2 separate regions of the Mus musculus genome follow, and region 2 is linked to region 1. Evidence: chromatin contacts called from public Micro-C data. All regions are on one chromosome and are shown on one strand. The core of a region is the stretch at or near the end of the contact, and the rest is flanking DNA. Distances in the headings are between cores, read along the strand shown.

Region 1 (3,449 bases), core at 492-2,991:
GCCTCCATAATTAGTGATGCAGCTACTGGCAAGCTGCCCTGCTCCAGTAATAGCTCACCACCCATCTTGAAAGTAGCCCTAACTCTACTTGGTGGGCCACAAAGCAACAAGATATGGTGCACGTGGGCATGGGCATGGCGGGCGGGGAGTGGGAGACAACGGCCTTGCTAGGAGGAAAGAGTTTGGCGGGACCTGCAAGGGGTGGACGAGAGCAATGACGACAGGGGCTGAAAGAAACTGAAGGGCACTATCTACATGCAAGAAACCAAACAAGTTTAGAAAATATTTTCCGATGGAAAAATACTTTTAAAAAGTCTAAATGGACTGCCTGGAGTGGTGGCGCACACCTTTAATCCCAGCACTTGGGAGGCAGAGGCAGGTGGATTTCTGGTCTACAGAGTGAGTTCCAGGACAGCCAGGGCTACACAGAGAAACCCTGTCTCGAAAAAACAAAACAAAACAAAACAAAACAAAACAAACAAATAAAAGGTCTAAATGGGCAAACATGCCATACTCATTGGCTGAGAAATGTAAATATGTCCAATCTTTTCATTAGATCCTATGAAAATCTCAGGACAGCTTTCTGTACACACAGACTAACTTGACAGTATTTTTTGACTTTCAAAAGGTTTGATGCGAGTATGAAAATGGTATCATTGAAGAGCTCTGGAAAGCCTTTCTTTCACAAAAAGCGACCAACAATTGAAAGAGTGCTGGCTCACATTCTAAAAGACACCAAAAATACCCAGCGGAACTGGTGGCATTTACCTGGCTCCTCTCCCATTCTCTTCTCTCTGGCTTTGTGGCAACTCTATCACCAGTCACCTCCACAGTGGGAACCAGCCTGGCAGTCACCAGGGAGGCAGGAAGGCCTGGCAGGCCTTCAAAGGTTCACTTCCAAAGAGCTGTCTACGTGACCTGTACGCTGAGTCCCTGTGAGGCTCCACCTGGACAGCTTTGATCTGACACAGAGCTGTCTATCTATAGAAAGTTTGGACCCTAGGAACATTGGTCAGAGAGATCAAGGTGTTTCAGGTTTGCTTTTAATCTAAACCGATTTCATCCTGTAGGGCAAATAACTATTAGGGAAAAGTTTCTGACATTTTTACTAAAGACTGAGCCTTGTTTTGCTGGTGTAAAACACTGCGACACAGCAACAAGCCTAAAAAGGAGGCAGAGAGAGAGCCTGGCTGCTGTTCCTCCGCACACACATCCCTGTTACCTGCAGAGAGCTGGCTCCAAACGGACCCTGGGAATAATTCTCAAAGCACACAGCTCCCCTGACCGAGGATGGCTGCGAGCGTATTCCTATGTCTCCCTAGACCCTGCAGAGCCCTATGAGGCCAGGCCTGAGAACAGAGGTGGTGAGCAGGAGGCCCTCAGGCAGTACAGAGCTTTTGTTGATGCCCATCACCTGCTGTAACTCCAACATGACATCATAGGCCTTCCAGAACTTTAAATCTTCTGACCATTTCATTTTTAAGAAACACAAATAATCATTGTCTTTTAAGGAAATAAAAGTTTAGTTTTGCAGTTTACACAAGCTTGGCTGTGCAGCAGAGCCCTGGAAGCCACAACAGCAAGAGGACCAGAGGCTGAAGCTGAGAACATCACAAGTGCTGAAGGATGCAGAAGAACCAGAAGAAACAGTGTGAGCTCAGGGCTGGAGGGGATCCTCCCACTGGTACAAATGAGAGCCTTGACAACACAGTCATGGGGCACAGTGCCAGACACTGGTAATCTCGGCAGAGGAATGGGTAGAGAAGCCAGCCTGCTCTACATGGTGAGGATGAGTTCTAGTCCACCCAGGCCTACAGACCCTGTCTCAAAACAATACAGGCACACGCGCGCGCGCGCGCACACACACACACACACACACACACACACACACACTCCACCCACGACTCCCACCCCCTTGTACTGCTCTCCATTTTAAAACAAGACCATGAGTAAAAAGAGAATATATGAACCCTGAAAAAAGCCAAGGTCAGAAAGCAAACCCCTGTAAGCACAGCCTGCCCGGGCATACACACTGCACCTGCCCGGGCATACACACTGCACCTGCCCGGGCATACACACTGCAGCAACTTTTCATCAAGGAAGTGGCTCTCTGGGAGCAGGCGACCAGAACCCAAGAGGTAGAGCGAATCCAGCTCGCTTTGCCTTTGGACTACATCACTGGCCCTTGGGGTTTTGTTTTTGTTTGCTTGTTTTGCTTTTTTGTTTTAAGAAAGAGCTCATCTTGTAGATTAAGCTGGCCTTGAAATCATGATCTTCGGGCCTCAACCTCTCAAGTGCTGGGATTACAAGTATGTGTAAGGAAGTTCTGTTTGATCTCGAGAGAGGGTGGGTGGGATGACATTGTTTGGTGGTGAGTTTCAAACTAAAGACCATGCCCCTGTTAGGCAAGCTCTTTACCACTGAGTGGCAGCGCAAGCCTCTCAAAATTTTAAGTCAACAACAAAAGGACAGCACCAGGTTTTGTTCTGTTTTCTAAATCTTTTCTATAAAATCTACCTTAATTGCATTTCAATACTATATAAGCATGGGGTAAGATAATGTATATCCCAGAACTTCATACTTAACAGCTCTTTTATGTGTAAAAATTCTTTTTGTATGGGTTTGTCTGCATGTACATGCAAGCCAGAGGCCAGCCTCAGATGGTGTGCCTCGGGAGACATGCACCTTGGGTGTTTGTTGTTGAGACAGGTTCTCTCGTTGGCCTGGAGCCCACCAAATAAGCCAGGTTGGCAATGAGCTCCAGATCTGCCTCTGCCTCTCTGGTGCTGGGATCACAAGCGTGTGTCACTGTGCCTGGCTTTCTTACATGAGTGCTGGGGAGTGAGTGACTTATAGTCTCATGCTGGCAAGGCACAGCTCACCAAGCCCACAGCCCATACAATCTGTCAATACTGCCTGCATGTGTGGTGAGGGAAGTGAGGCGCAAACAAAGCCGCTAAGGGAACTGCCAACTGTGGTCATCTACTTGCCCAGCATGCTCCTCCCCATACACTTCTAACGTTTGAAATTATTCCAAACAAGCTTAGACCAGGTGTAATAGTATAACACACCTGTAATTCCCGACACTCTGGAGGCTGAAGGGGAGGATTACAAATTCTTGCTACAGAAGGGGGGAACAGGGAAAGATAGGGGAAGAAAAAAACATTTACAAAAAGAAAAGGCACTTATGTAGACATAAAAAAAATCTAACACTAGATAGCTACATGTGTTTTTACAAGGCATATCAAGGTGCAGTAGATTCACTTAAGTATGCCATGTGAGAAGTGCTGGTTACAAAGGTGACTAGTGTCCTTACTGCTACCACAACTGTTACAGTAATAATAAACTTTTTGGTCCCACCCGTCAATGGTAGCAGCCCTTGGGAGAATGAACCCCGAATCTCACTGGGCAGCACAGTAGAGCTGACCCTGGTGGTGGGGGAAGTGGGT
Region 2 (3,449 bases), core at 568-3,067, 98 kb after region 1:
TGGACATCCTGTGACAATACACTCCTGTCCTTCATTGTTAATGAGGCACAGCCTACAGGTACCCAGAATGCTGACCTGAGCCTAGTAGTGAGAAGGCCACTTATCCCTTAGTGTTGAAGGAGTTGTGTGGAGAACCCTGGCCTCTCCTTTCACCTGGCAGTAATGGCATAGCCACTCTTTTTTTTTTTTTTCTGATAGAATAATATCAAAAGAAGCAAGTAAAATAAATTTTAAATGAGACTCAAAATCTCATAGAGCAGTGCTCAAGATGTATGAGATACAATAGAAAAATCACCCATTGTAACAGGAACCTGAAAGCTCACAAAGGAAATTTCAAAATGACGAATAAATTCCAGCCCTAAGGTGACAGCCACGGAGGTCATCTGATGAAGATTTAAAGCATCTACAATGACAAAGAAACCGGAACCAACAAATGTTATGAATGTGCTTGAAAATGAAACCAACCGACATTCTAGTAAAGAAACGGGAACCACAAAGAACTATGTGGAGGGGCTGGAGAGAAGGGTGCTTGTTGCTCTTGCAGAGAGGTCCTAGCAGCCATGTTTGAGGCTCACAACACCTGTCACTCCAGCTCCAGGGGATCTTATGGCCCTGGCCTTGTGGGTCCCTGCACTCACATGCATACCTCTCCTCCCACATATACACATGATTAGAGCATAAGAAAGATGTAAAGAAAGAAGTGGACATTTTAGAACTGGACAGTGTAACAACTGGAAACTACAACAGGCAAGCTCAGTAAAAGGAAGAAGCCGGAGAGAGAATGAGAGACTACAAAGCTAGAACAACAGAAACGACCCAACTTCAACAAGTAAGTGTACGGATTTCTGTACACATATATGCATGCAATAACACACACACACACACACACACACAGAGGGAGCATGGGTTTGAAGGAGAGTGAGGAAGGTTTGGAGGGAGGAAAGAAAAGGGATGAATGCTGTAGTTAAATTATAATTTCAAAAGAAAAAAAATTTAGTGTTGACTAGATCGTAGCATTTATTTTCCTGTGACAAAAGACCTAATACTTGTCTCGAGAAAATAGAGAAAGAGCGTAGAATTAAAAAAAAAAAAAAAAAAGATGCTAGAAGATGTAGGGACTGAAATACTCCTCAGACTTGACAAGTCACCTAAAGACACAAAAGAAAGATACCAAGAATACAACAAAGGGAATTAAGGCTTAAAAAAACAAAACAAAAAAACAAACCAAAACCACTAATAAGAAACAGCAGGAAGAGAGAGAGAAAGGAAGAGGGGCAGAGGAGGAAGAAGGAGGAGGAGAAGGAGGAAGATAAAGAAGAGGAAGGAGCAGAAGAAGGGGGAGGAGGAAGAAGATGAAGGAGGAGGAAAGTGAGGAAGAGGAAGGAGGAGGAAGATGAAGAGGGGGAGGAGGAGGCAGGCAGCATCCCACAGGCATGAGGAAATGTCTGAAGACTAAAGAGTGATAAGTTATCTCTCCATTTAGTAATGAGCCAGTTAAAACCAGATTAGAGTATAGTAAACAGGTTTACTATAAATAATAAATAAAGCAGGTTTATTGGGAAGCTGCTTTCGGGCAAGTTCAATGGTCACAAGGACGGAGGTCAGGGAAGTTACAAATGGAGAGGGAGAGAGGGGGGGGGAGAGGGAAGAGAGAAAGACAGAGAGAGGGAAGGGAGAGAGAGAGAGAAGAAGAACAACACCTCTGGATTATGTAGGGAAGAGTGCCTGGGGGGGTGGGGGAAGGCAGCTCAGCCCCTGATCTGGAAAGTTCAGGGTTGGGAGCAGGATATGCCAGGAAGGGACTGAGGGATGCTGGGAGAGCCTGGAGGCCAGGTCTGCTTTGATACGTAAAATACCTCAGCCCCTTGTCCAGGGTCTGAAGGGTAACAAAGAGAAGGAAAACAATCTGGGGAAAAAAAATCAGAAAGATTTTCTCTGTGGGTGAAAAGAACTTTAATAACAAGAGAGCACTCATCAGAAAACACGGAGGCACGAACCTTGTTCATAGCTGAAAGAAGAACTCAGCTTGGAATCTTTTATCTGGTGCGAACAGTGTATAAAATCAAAGGACCAAGGCATCCGCAGATAAAGGGAAGGTAAAGAAACTTGTCACCAGCAGACGGATCCCCAAATAATGACTAAAGGAAGTTCTCTACACAAAAAGGAATTGAAGAAGAAGAAACTGTAGAAAGGCAGGAAAAATAAGGAACTCAGGACTGGGCAGTGGTGGCACACATTTTTAATCCCAGCACTTGGGAGGGAAAGGCAGGCAGATCTCTGAGTTCAAGCCCAGCCTGGTCTACAGAATGAGTTCCAAGACAGCCAGGGCTACACAGAGGAAACAATATCTCGAAAAACTAAACCAAAACAAAACGTCATCTAGTCTATCTTCCCTTCTGATCTTGAGTAACTTTTGATAAGGAAAGCAAAAATGGTAATGCTTTCTGATAAGGTCTTTAAAAGACCATAGTGGAAACTTTTTAAGACTGTTTAATAAATTAAATAAAAGTTCATACAAAAAGAAAGGAAACAGAAAAAGCCTGGCCTAATAGTTTAGCCCTATAACCCCAGCGTTCAGGAAGCTGGCCCAGTAGATGGCACCCCTGCCAGCCTGTTTCCCTCTGAGTAATATGCCTTTTGGCTTGGACCTTATCAACCCATTTTTTTACTAGTTAGTGGGGAGTGGAAAAAAATGGAGACCTTGGATAAGTCATCTTGAATCTGATGACACTTTGCAATGTAATGGATGTGTATCCTCCCCAACTCTGGAGTCTTAGAACATAGCCCAGGTACTCCCCCTGTTTAGCATCCTCCTGCCTCAACCTTCTGAGTACTAAGATTACAGCTATGCACCACCATGCCCATCTGTTGTGGTTCCTTCCTCCCTCCCTTCCTTCCTTCCTTCCTTCCTTCCTTCCTTCCTTCCTTCCTTCCTTCCTTCCTTCTTTTCTTTCTTTCTTTCTTTCTTTCTTTCTTTCTTTCTTTCTTTCTTTCTTTCTTTCTTTCTTTCTCTCTTCTTTCTCTCTCTCTCCCTCCCTTCCTCCATCCCTCCCTCCGTCCCTTCCTTCCTTCCCCCTTTTTTTTTTAAACATTTATACATCTTATTTATATGAGTACACTGTAGCTGTCTTCAGACACACCAGAGGAGGGCATCGGATCCCATTACAGATGGTCGTGAGCCACCATGTGTTTGCTGGGAATTGAACTCTGGACTTCTGGAAGAGCAGTCAGTGCTCTTAACCGCTGAGCCATCTCTCCAGCCCAGGTAATTTCTTATCCCAATAAGCCTGTATAAAAAATACATAACCCAGTTATATTCATAAGCTATATGCCTAGATTGAACTGATCTATCACCTAATGAAAGGAGAGAGACAACTCTGACAAGATTCTGTAGACCAGGCTGGCCTTGAACTCAGAAATCTGAATGCTTCTGTCTCCTGAGTGCTGGG

The links. A called contact is a pair of places that touch in the nucleus more often than the background predicts.
Region 2: a contact with region 1 is called in a Micro-C map of the G1E-ER4 cell line, with 2.0 times the contacts expected there. The contact joins two enhancer-like sites. A contact is called at or near these places in 5 of 484 Hi-C or Micro-C datasets (CD8 T cells, the G1E-ER4 cell line, centroblasts and 2 more) and 2 of 115 datasets of contacts at active chromatin or transcription factors (both in embryonic stem cells).

Annotation. Positions count from the first base shown.
Region 1 is chr1:36,901,855-36,905,303 of GRCm38.p6, forward strand. All of the region lies in intron 1 of Tmem131 (transmembrane protein 131), which reads right to left. Among named protein-coding and RNA genes, the nearest start is that of Tmem131, 36 kb to the right of the region's middle. Within about 2 kb of position 1,742, at least 54 of the 459 cell types and tissues checked have an H3K27ac peak or open chromatin away from gene starts, as enhancers often do. A contact at or near this core is called in CD8 T cells, the G1E-ER4 cell line and embryonic stem cells, where this site is marked.
Region 2 is chr1:37,000,059-37,003,507 of GRCm38.p6, forward strand. No RefSeq gene overlaps it. Among named protein-coding and RNA genes, the nearest start is that of Vwa3b, 28 kb to the right of the region's middle. Within about 2 kb of position 1,818, at least 91 of the 459 cell types and tissues checked have an H3K27ac peak or open chromatin away from gene starts, as enhancers often do. A contact at or near this core is called in CD8 T cells, the G1E-ER4 cell line and embryonic stem cells, where this site is marked.